Linked DNA regions of Mus musculus: all the other regions are linked to region 1. The links are chromatin contacts, called in public HiChIP or PLAC-seq and promoter capture Hi-C maps. All regions are on one chromosome and are shown on one strand. The core of a region is the stretch at or near the end of the contact, and the rest is flanking DNA. Distances in the headings are between cores, read along the strand shown. Region 1 holds the start of Lonp2 (lon peptidase 2, peroxisomal). Region 2 overlaps Itfg1 (integrin alpha FG-GAP repeat containing 1). Region 3 overlaps Itfg1 (integrin alpha FG-GAP repeat containing 1).

What was found. Promoter capture Hi-C pulls out the DNA fragments that hold promoters and counts their contacts. HiChIP or PLAC-seq counts read pairs in DNA pulled down with a chosen protein or histone mark.
Region 2: an H3K27ac HiChIP or PLAC-seq map of cardiomyocytes shows a contact between it and region 1, with 8 times the contacts expected there. The contact joins the enhancer-like site here to the promoter of Lonp2 in region 1. A contact is called at or near these places in 5 of 39 promoter capture datasets (cranial neural crest, embryonic stem cells, hematopoietic stem and progenitor cells and 2 more) and 4 of 115 datasets of contacts at active chromatin or transcription factors (the NIH/3T3 cell line, bone marrow-derived macrophages, cardiomyocytes and 1 more).
Region 3: a contact with region 1 is called in a promoter capture Hi-C map of the HPC-7 cell line. The contact joins the enhancer-like site here to the promoter of Lonp2 in region 1. A contact is called at or near these places in 17 of 39 promoter capture datasets (the 3T3-L1 cell line, 3T3-L1-derived adipocytes, the C10 cell line and 12 more), 1 of 484 Hi-C or Micro-C datasets (embryonic stem cells), 3 of 115 datasets of contacts at active chromatin or transcription factors (bone marrow-derived macrophages, hepatocytes and large pre-B cells) and 1 of 9 other capture datasets (adipose tissue).

The regions. Positions count from the first base shown.
Region 1 is chr8:86,622,108-86,625,841 of GRCm38.p6, reverse strand. It overlaps Lonp2 (lon peptidase 2, peroxisomal), which reads right to left and starts at 1,799. Exons shown (of 15, transcript NM_025827.3): 1 at 1,426-1,799. The coding sequence starts at 1,658.
Region 2 is chr8:85,729,002-85,732,735 of GRCm38.p6, reverse strand. Itfg1 (integrin alpha FG-GAP repeat containing 1) reads left to right here. Exons shown (of 18, transcript NM_028007.3): 14 at 285-363. It overlaps Gm39214 (a long non-coding RNA gene), which reads right to left. Exons shown (of 5, transcript XR_879039.3): 1 at 1,821-3,734; 2 at 251-427. Among named protein-coding and RNA genes, the nearest start is that of Gm39214, 4.5 kb to the right of the region's middle. Within about 2 kb of position 2,000, at least 6 of the 459 cell types and tissues checked have an H3K27ac peak or open chromatin away from gene starts, as enhancers often do. A contact at or near this core is called in cardiomyocytes, where this site is marked.
Region 3 is chr8:85,824,540-85,828,273 of GRCm38.p6, reverse strand. The region is part of intron 5 of Itfg1 (integrin alpha FG-GAP repeat containing 1); the gene reads left to right. It also overlaps the pseudogene Atp5k-ps1. Among named protein-coding and RNA genes, the nearest start is that of Itfg1, 15 kb to the left of the region's middle. Within about 2 kb of position 1,938, at least 9 of the 459 cell types and tissues checked have an H3K27ac peak or open chromatin away from gene starts, as enhancers often do. A contact at or near this core is called in the HPC-7 cell line, where this site is marked.

The DNA of each region.
Region 1 (3,734 bases), core at 550-3,049:
CTCCTTTGGAAACATGAAGAAAAGCTCCAAGTTGTCTAATGTAGTCAGTCACACTTATGAAATCCATTCAGAGCCAGGAACCCTTCATTTGAAAATAAGGAGGGGAAGGAGGCTCTCCAACCTGCTCTTCAGTATCAATACATTGAGCAAGAACTTGAGAAAAGAGCTTAAAGATAACATCTGCTAAGACACACTATAGACTAGTACTGTCCAATAAAAATACAAGCCATACTCGTGATTTTAGTATCCACAGGTGATTTTAGGTGAAGTGGTCAGAATATTAACATTGTAACATTTATTCTATGTAACATTAATTAAGCAGGGCAGTGGCACACGCCTTTAATCCCAGCACTTGGGAGGCAGAGGCAGGCGGATTTCTGAGTTCAAGGCCAGCCTGGTCTACAGAGTGAGTTCCAGGACAGCCAGGGCCACACAGAGAAACCCTGTCTCGAAAAAGAAAAAGGAAATTCACGTTTTCTCAAACTATAGTGTGCACTGTACATTTATGACACATTTAGGGTGACCAACTGCCTTGAGCTGCCTAGAATTGACAGCCTTTCTGGGCACACATGCACTCTAGTGTTAAAACTCATATTAGAGCATGCACACTTCAAGTGCTCTATACGCACAATCACTGTGCAGTCCAGGGAAGCATGGGGCAAACCAGTCTGCACAGATGGACCTTCAAGACACACCTAAGAGACATGGGAAATCACAGGGGAAGAGTCAGACGCAGGTGAAATCTACCACCCAAGTCAACGAACCAGAGCCGGGACACAGGGCTATCCAGTGACATCCCCCGGGCCTAAGATAAAAATGCCAGGAAGGAGCAAAGGTGAGCCTAGAGGCTGGGAAGACTGTAGTGGGAGACCCCAAGGAAAATGCTAACAGGAATGGCCCTTCATGAAGGGGAGGCCGTCGGGGAATAGAGAAAATAGGTAACAACATGTAAAACAAAGCACCCAAAAGTTAACTGCGTAGTTTAGGCATGAGCAGGAAAAAGAAAGAAAGAAAGAGAGAGAGAGAGAGAGAGAGAGAGAGAGAGAGAGAGAGAGATAGATAGATAGATAGATAGATCTAGATTTATAATGTTTCAGCTGGAGAACATGACCGGAGGTTGACTGAAAGAAAGGGGACAGGGTGAAAGGTGGTATGGGGGAGGGGCCCGGGCGCTGGGCGGTGAAGAAGGCTATGTAGGACACGAATTCACATCAGATAAGCACCAGCAACAGGCAGCAAATGAACTGCACAGAGTTTCCACCCGTGTCAGGCATTGCTCCGTGACTGATCCGGCTCACTAACGGTCACTGGCGAAAAGCGTCCCTCCCACTTTTCACGCTGGGGAGACTTGAGCCACAACTCCGCTCACAGGCCGCCGGGGCGCGAGTCCCGGAGGGCCTCCCTCCGAGTGCCCGGCGGGCCTACCTGTGCAATGGTGGCAGGTCCTGCGTGTCGCTGGCCGGGTCGGGTGTGTTGGGGATGACTCCTAGAATGGTGCTCTGCAACGACGTGCCCTTGAGCAAGCGGCTCCGCACCAGCTGCAAGTTGCGGGCCGTGTCCACACTTGTGCGCATAGTGGAGCCAGGCAGCAACACACTCTCGTGGGTCAACAGCAGCGGAAGGCGGCTGGGGATCTGGATGGGGCTCACGGAGGACATGGCCACTGGTCGTCAACACCAGAGGTGTCAGGAGGACTCCCAAGTACGAACTCTACACTTCCTTCGCCGAACGCACCGCAGCCGTCACTCGACGGCCCGCCCCCAGGCCTGAGTGCCGCCGCTTCCGGCACCGCCCCTTCCCCAGGCTCCGGTCCCCAGGCCTGCCGCCGCTTCCGGCCCCGCCCCTTCTCCAGGCTCCCAGACTTCTGCCCGGACGCTTCGGACTCGCCCCCGGGCCATGTGCTGCTGTTTCCGGGCCCGCCCACAACCCTTCCGGAGGCCGCAGCGGCTAAGCCTTCCGGTCTGTCACTCTCCCCCCCCCCCCCCCCCCAAAGCTAAAGCGTAGCGGCTTCTGGCTCCGCCCCTAGACCCAAACCCCTCAATTTCTGGCTGCATCCCCAGGCTGGTCCCTACATTAAACACCTCCGCTCCCCGCTAGCCCAGAGATACCCAATTTCTGTCGCTTCGCTCAGCCCTTCTCTCTGAACCAGTGATGCCAGACGACAAGCAAACCTGGTGCACAGACAGCATGAACAGTGCCTGCATTTAAATTCGGAAGGAATGTTGAGAAGGACGGTGTGCACTAGACATTTTTAAACCTTTTTATTGAATAGATTTTATATTTTAACAAGTATCCTATACCTCTCACTCGGTTTTCCCTATTATGTTGCATAACCATGGTTCACATAACCCAGGAAATTAGTATTACCATTACCTAATCCATAGACCTTCTCCCAAGCTGGTGGGTTTTACTATCGTCCTTAATTTTTCACTTTGTTTATCTCCTGGATCTCTTAAGTCTGTGATATTGCTTCCATCTTTGCTTTATTTTATTAGTATTTTAAACAGATACTTTTAAAAAAGGGGCATTCAATTATTTGTAGAAGGTCACAATTTGGATGATAGATTCTAGGTTGTGGTCTGAGTCACTGAGGTCTAGAGGGAGGGTGAACTGGTAGGTGATGATCTTGGTTGTGACACACTCATCAAGTATGCATTGTGTAGATATCTTGAGATAGACTTTGGGAGTAATATAAAGAAAAAATATATACAATAACTTACCTTTTTATTAAGAGTCTTATCTGGAGAGTAGAGGACTTATACTCTGAGATTCCTGGTGTCTTTTTAAAAATGGTACTTGGGATTGGACCAAGGGCTCTGAACATGGTAGGTATTTTATGAGGAAACTATGACCATCTTAAAAACCTTGGGGCATATTTTTTAAAAAAACTTTATTTATTTTTATCATGCATACATATCCTAAAAGCAACAAGTGTTTTGTGTGCATACTAATGTCTGGACTTATTTTTGTTTAATAAATTAATTTTTTGATTTTATTATTTTCTTGGTCTCCTAGGACAGGGTCTTAACTGAGTCACACATATGGCCAAAGAAAAAGAGTCATTCCAGGATGATATATGGCCTTGCAGGCAGCCAAGAGGTCTAGCCTCTTGTAGACTGAACCCCAAACAGCTGTGCAGAACCATGTAATTGTCACACAAAAGTTGTTTTTAGAGTAAAACAGGAACTTCATACCAAAACCCAGGTCTAATCTGTGTGTTTCTTGAAGGAGCACCAAAACCTTGCAACTTCAATTCTTACTGTCTACTGTTTGCTGTACCCGACTATGCAAGCTGTTTCATGTTTGTCAGGGCCTTCTTGTGACTAAACTCACTGTTTTCTACAGTGATTTTTTTTTTTGGTAAGGTCTAAGTAATTCCAGAAAATAATTACTTCATTCTGATGTTTACCCTAGATACAATGACTCTACTAATTGTCCCACTCTAGGGCTTGCTATGCAAGATTGATTTCCAACTTGAAATCTTCCTATCTCAGCCAGGAGTGCTGACGTTAGAGATATGTTCCATCGTGTCTACCTTAGACTTAGTTTGACAAATACAAATTCATATTGCACTGTAAAGGTAGGGTGTGGTACAGTGTAGTGGTTTGAATGAAAAAAAAATGTCCCCCTTAGTCTCAGCTGTTTAAATACTTAGTCCCCCAGTGGATGGCACTGTTTAGGGGGGCCTTGGAGGAAGTGTGTCACTGGAAACAGTCTCTGAGACTTTAAAGATC
Region 2 (3,734 bases), core at 751-3,250, 890 kb after region 1:
ATTCACCGCCTCCCCCAACATACACACACATGTATAAGTATGCAGCACTAAATTTGGACTTATTGGGCTATTTTTTAAAAAAGACATGAAAGTAGTGTGAGGTTTTGGAGCTAGGAGTTTAGAGCCAGGTTGGCTATGATCAAAATACTGTGTATAAATGTATGAATTTTCAAAAAAATAATTAAATATTCTTTGGGGTTTTTTTTTTACTATATAATAAATTTTCCTGAAATTCAAATTATTCACTTACTTCTCAAGGCCAACTATTTCCTTTCTTCCTGCAGCCTTTTGGAGTAAATCAGCCTGGACCTTATATCATGTACACAACAGTAGATGCAAATGGATATCTGAAAAACGGCTCAGGTAAGCCCAGGTGGGATGTCCACAGCATGTCAGTCACTTTCCTTCAATATACTAGAGACGGAAGCTGCAGTCAAAAATCACCATATGTCACAATATGAATAAAATTTTCTTGCACTTTTCTGTAGGTGTACATAAACAAATTTCAAGAGATTTCAGAACAAAAATATTAACATTTATTTCTTCATCTATTACTATTATGAACCAAACCCAGTATCCTTATTTTTCAGCTGAAATAGCAGACATTGAGAGGTAATTTGAGTTATCTTAAAGATTGAAATGGTAAGTCATATAAATTAAGCTCATTTTAGGAGAAGTAGAAGCTAGTAATGCAATTAATAGTGTAATCTAAACCAGTCCTGTAATTTCAAACGTGGCATAAGAAGTCTAAGATTTAGAAAGAGGTTTATGATGTATGTTAATAGAAGTACAATTTACTTGTACATTGCAACAAATATTATAACATAATTACATTAGGACAAAAAGGAAAATGACTGAAGGATGTGTGCATGTGACCAATAGCAGATTACAGTAGGTCTAACTGCCTGCACGAAGAATACATCCTAAAATAATATTCTTTCTCGAAAATCCTAGAGTCTTGCCCATGAAATAGTATCAACAGACTTGCTGTAATAACCATAAAGAATGTATTAGTGGACAACTTTGTAGTATATAATGGTCTTACATAAATTAATTGCACTACAATGAGCTTATTTTTTAGCTTACTATAAGCATTAAGAATTCATCATGCTGGGTGTGGTGGCACATGCCTTTAATCTCAGTATTCATGGGGCAAAGGCAGGCAGGAAGATCTCTGTGAGTTCCAGGCCAGCTTAGTCTACATAGTGAGCTCCACATCAGCCAGGCCATGCAGAGAAACGCTATCTCAAAAAAAAAAAAAATCAATATATAAGCATTCTGTAAACAAAAATATTCTAAAACTTTTAAGGAAAATTCTAAAATTCTAACAAGAATATTATACTCATATTTTTATATATCACTACAAGAAAGAAATCATTTAAGTCTTAATTTCTATACATACTATATTTTTATTGTCTGTTAATTCTTTCTTAAGATGCAAATAGTTTCACTGCTAAGGAAATGTTCTAAAACTTATTTAACAATGCTGGTTAAAAAAATAAAATAAAAAATAAAAATTAAAAAAGACAAACAATGGTGGTAAACTCAGGCATACTACTCAGGCATTTGCTCCAAACCCAAAACTTATCTCCATGAGTGAATAATCATTAAAACTCAAATATACACTTTAGCAACTTAAATGCAATTCTACTTCAAAAAATATTCATTTCACACCATCAAAAGGTTATTGTCTCGGGATTGTGTTATTAATTTTGAAGTGAGAAATCTTATACTTATCAAAGCTATATACCAATATCTTAAAGTCCTATATTATCTTACATTTTTCTTAAAAATCATATGCTCTATAAACTTTTATATACCTGTTCACAAAGAGGCTCTGATTTCCTCTGGGCTTTTTGTTCTGGAGCTACCATAGCTATGCTGGCTGGCCCTCCACTGTGTTTGCTTCTTTAATACACTGAAACAGTGCAACAGTGAACATCTACTGGGAGAGAGAGGAAAGCACACGTGATAAAGAACTAAACATAGAAGAACAACTAAAGACATATGAATGCAGTGTCCAGTCAGTAGAAATGCACTAGCAAGCAGGCACTGTCACAAGTACAGTGCATGAGCACAATTTGAGACTGCTCCCCAGCTTCAAAATGAAGTATTTAAATACTAACAGCACAAGCACTGCCATAATAAGAACGTTCTTGGTGTGTTGCCTAGAAAGTACCGTGTATAGTGCAAACCAGGATTGCAGTCACTGCACACACCACTGTGTTACACTGAAGACATTCTCACAAATACAAGTGCACACTGAGCATCTTCCTGTTGTCCTCCCCATTACTCTCCATATGATATCAGGATTGCTTCTGCTTTCATGGCCTAAAGGGAGAGAAAATGTGGATATGTGTCTTTCGCAGACAGGCTTACTTCCCGTGATAAGATTCTCTTCACTTATTTCTACTTGAAGTTAACTCCACGGCTAGAAGAAATTCCATTGTACATAAATAGCATATTTTCTTTATCTGTTGTTGGACATTTTGGTTGGTTCCATAGTTTATCTCTTGTGAAAAGATCTGTAGTAAACATTCATATGCAGTAAGTGTACTGTGATGTATTGACTTAGAGTTCTTTGTATAAATAAATGCACAGGAGTGCTAGACCCAGGCTATATTGTAGTTTTAGTTTTTTGAGGAACTTCCATACTGATTTCCATAGTGACTGGACTAGTTACATTTCCACCAACAGACTAAGTGTTATCTTTTGTCCAAGTCGTCAGCAGAGCATCTGTTGTTTTGCTTTTCAGTTATGACATGATTTGCTGGGTGTAGTAGTCTGAGTTTGCATTCCTTGCCTTTTAGAGCTTGGAAAACAGAATTCCAAGCCCTCCTGACTTTGAAAGTTTCTGCTGTGAAATGTAGTGTTACTCCAATGAGACTGTCTTTATATTATGTAATTTACTTCATTTACTTGTTTCTCTTACAGCTTTCAAAACATGTCCTTTGTTTTGTAGACTTAATATTTAGCTATGATGTGGGGAGGTTTTACTCTGGTGGTCTTTGGTGTTCTGAATTCCTCCTGTACTAGAATGGACACTTCTTCCCCTAGATTTGGGAGATCTGCTATCGTTTTACTGAAAAACAGTTTCTCCCATCAAAGTATAGCAATGCTGGGAGGGTGGGACGGCTATAACTTGATGTTTTCCATGCCATTAGCATGAAATTCTCTTTGTATGCCTGCGAATCATATGTTTGATCTTTTACAGTTTTCCATAGATCTTTAATATTCTACTCATAGTTTCTTATCTTTGCTATCATGTAAATGTTCATTCCTTCTACCGTGAAGTTCTTGCCTACTTTATGATTCAAATCTTGACTCTGAGAACTTCTTTTCTGTCTCCATAATGCCTGTCACACTCCTAAGTAGTCCTTTGTAAAAGACTGGTCACAGATGTTGATTCGACGAGTGGGAAGTTTTTTATAGGCCATTCATACCTCTCGTCTGGCCATGAATACTGTACCACTCCTGGGACGTCCTTCAGGATGTTAGGGGTGCCACTTGAAACCCATCTATATTGCCTTACAGACTCTTAACTTCAACCAGGTTTCCACTTTGCTGAATACTGGTGTGCAGTGCTAAATCAGAGTTTCTCCTGCATAGCCTAGAGGTAGGATGGCTCCCCGGGTGCATCAGCCCCTCCAGGATGGACACTAAATTTTTTCCCTTGCTCTGTTTTGTAAAATTCCTATTATACTTTGCTATTAAAGTAGAGATTTAGGAGCATT
Region 3 (3,734 bases), core at 689-3,188, 800 kb after region 1:
TCTCTATGGACTTTGTATCACTTGAAAATATCCTATAAATGTGCCATGGCTTATTTATTTTGATTTCTATGTTTGGTTTTCTCTAAAATTTCTTTCAGTAGTATAAGATTTTAAAAGTTATTCTGCCTAAATATGTGTTCCTTTTGTCTGTTATATACTATATTCTTATATGTAACACATTAAACTAATACCCTGTTATATTATATCTCTCATTCAAACATCAGTCACAGATTAAAAAGTAGTAGCCAACTTTCCCCTAAGTGATTTATTCTGAAAGTAACTTAATGAATTTTTTAAAGATTTATTTTATTTTTAATTTGTATGTGTATGTGTGATACCCAGTGTTATTCAGTTCCCTAGAGTTGGAATTACAGGCATTTGTGAACTGCCCGACATGGATGTTAGAAATCAAACTTGCTGTGATAGCAATACTCACCCATACAAAATCCGCCTGCCACTGCCTCCCAAGTCTAAGATGTATGAATAGTGCAGAAAACCCTAAGTCAATCCTCTCCTGTACAGAGATGCCTGTGTCCACACATATACATACATGCTTTTTGTCAATACCATTGTGGCATACCTTTATGGTGGTTTGTATGTTTGGCCGAGAGAGTGGCACTATTAGGAGGTGTGGCCTTCTTCGGATAGGTATGGCATTGTTGAAGTATGTCACTGTGGGGGTGATCTTTGAGACCCTTCTCCTAGCTGCCTGGAAGAGACAGTCTTCTTCTGGTTCCCTTTGGAACAGGATATAAAACTCTCAACTCTTCCTGCAGTGCCATGTCTGCCTGTGTCCTGCCATGCTTTCCACCTTGATGTTAATGGGCTAAACCTCTGAACCTGTAAGTCAGCCCCAATTAAATGTTGTCCTTTATAAGAGTTGCCTTGGTCATGATGTCTCTTCAAAGCAATGGAAACCCTAACTAAGACACTGTAGATAAGAAAAAGTTGAGTGTATACCTGGGAGAACAGCATTAGTCTGTTACTAATGTTCTGTTGGGTTTCTTCCAGCAAGGGTCCACATCCCAAAGGTTCCATAACCCCCAAACACTGCTCAGATGTGGGATGAAGCATTAAATATATGAACCTATAGGAGACATTCCTCATTTACACCGCCATATATGTATCAGTGTATAAGCGAAAAAAAAAAAACAAAAAACAAAACAAAACCCTCAAAAGAAGTCCCACACTTTAGGACTTAGATTAGCAGCCCAGTCTTACTCATCAGCGATCAACCTAATTTTTGCAACCCAAGGGTTATGCAGTATGGATATGTCAACTCCTGGGTTTCTTCTATTTAAATTTGACTAGCAACATAGATTAATAGAAAACTTGCAAAGACTATTACACAGAGTACCAAGAGCTTTCATAACATTGTGCTGAGAATGCATTGGGCTATAACCTGGCCCTGTACTTTCTTCGACATAAGGGGATGCCCAGAGTAAAAGTAACAGAATCACTTTGGCTACTGTTACAGTGAGTGTGGTCAGTTTAGACAGTTAGTGAACCCTGTGTTTTTGTTCAAGAGGAAGTTATCTGACAGTGTGATGATAAAGCTAATAAGACAGAGGAGATACATGCATCATGTTAAATGTCAAATGTGAAGCTTCAGTTGTGTCTCAAATTCACTTTATTCTAAATTGAAACCACATAATAATTTATCACATTGCTAAGTAATAACACCTAGCTATGAAGTGTGGAAGAGTATCTTCCACAGTTAATTGAGCTTATCATTAATAGGCATTTTTTATAAAAGAATAATTGAAACTGATGTTGTATAAGTGTTCGGAATAACATTAGTACTCAGAGAAAATATGTTCAGGTGAGTTCCAGCTCAAGGACCTCTGAGCCCTTTTTCTGAAGCACAGGTGTCTTCAACTGTAGGAACTTACCTCTGAGTAACCAAGGAAACATAGCAATAGCATCTAATATTTGTGTAGTCTTTTGGTCTACCCTGACAGACAATTCAAAAACAGGCTTTACATGCCTAGTGCTGGGGGTTTTGTTAAATGGCCTTTGGCTCTTTGAGGGAATATTGTCAGCCCAAATGAAAAAATTTAAACTATACATTCATGTATGGTTACATACCTACTTATGTTTATTATAGTTATTAACATAGGTAGTTAATCGTTGCTACCTTGTCACACCTACCTCGTCCAGCAAGGAAAACGCAACAGGGTCGGATTCTTCTCAACAGCTTTATTGCAGGAACGCCTTGATGCTACGGGAACCCCGGGAACTTAGGGAGGACTGCTTATATACACCCCAGCACTGGGGAGGGCTATGTGTCCTCCTGGGATTGGTCGGCCTGTCGACACTTCATTAGCATGCACCCGCTCTGGAGGGGTTGGCGCCAGATTCGGGCTAGCGCCTGCGCAGTGGTGTTGTGGTGTTGTTTACGGCCACGGTGTACCGGAAACCGGTGCCATCTTTTAGGTGCCGGCTGCCTATAATACCTTATGGCTTTTCCACGCATTCTCACTGTTATTTTACCTTCCTTTTTCTTTCTCTGTTATCTCCCTCCCCATTTCCTAACTAAAGCCCTTCATGGTTTTCCCATTTACCCCATTAGATCACTTCTACTCTGCTATTCTTCACAATTGACCCTGTGGTGTGTTGAGTGAGACTGGCCCCCCTAGACTCATATGTGTGAATACTTGGTCCCCCATTGTTGGGATTATGAAAAGGATTTGGAAGTGTAATCTTATTGAAAAAGTGTGTCACTGGCAGCGGGCTTTAAGATTTCAAAAGCCTAAGACAATACCATAAAGCTCTCTCTCTGATGCTTGGTTGCTGTCTCGAGATGTGAGCTTTTAGTTATAGTTATATGTTGCATGCCTTTCTGCTGTCATACTTTCAACTAAAATAGTTATGGACTATTAACTTTCTGAAACTTTAAGTCCCTACCTGATAAATTCTTTCTCCTATAAGTTATCATGGCCATGGTGTCTTAACATAGCAATATAAAAGTTCTGAGACACCTCCCAAGGCCCCCATTCCAACAGTGGTCCTCTCTTACGTTTCTGGTTTCTTCAATTACCCCAGTGTATGTACTATGAAGATTTGAAATTAGAGCATTTGTTTCTCTAAGTCTTGGTTACATTACTCAGTATAATCTTTACATCTTGCCTACTTCAGTCCATTTACCTGTAAAGTTTGTGATTTTGAATTTTTTTTATATCTGAATAGTATTCCATAGTATATATGAACCACATTTCCTTATCCACACATTAGTTGAAAGACATTTAAACTCATTCCATTCCCTAGCTAGTGTGAATAGTTTAGCAGTGAACATAGCTGACCAAGTATAGGTAGAGTAGAATGCCAGGTGCTTTAGGTATATATCAAGGAGTGCTATGGCTGGATCATGTGTTAGATTTAATTTGAGCTTTGTGTTAGATTTAATTTTGAGAATTATCTGTACTGATTTCCACAATTTTTGTGCCAGATTTCAATCCCAATCCCACCAATAATGAATAAGGGTTTTCTTTTTGCTAGATCTCATCTAGCTTTTTGTTGTTGTTTGTTGGTTGGTTGGTTGGTTGGTTTTTGGTTTTTTGGTCTCTTTCTTTATTGATCTTTGTCATTCTCACTAGGGTATAATGAAATCTCAAAGTTATATTGATTTGCACTTGTCTAATTACTAGTAAAAATGAACAATTTTTTTTTCCACACAATGAAGCTTTATTCGTCCTCAACGACTAGAGAAAAGCAAGCTCGCTGACGCCTCACTT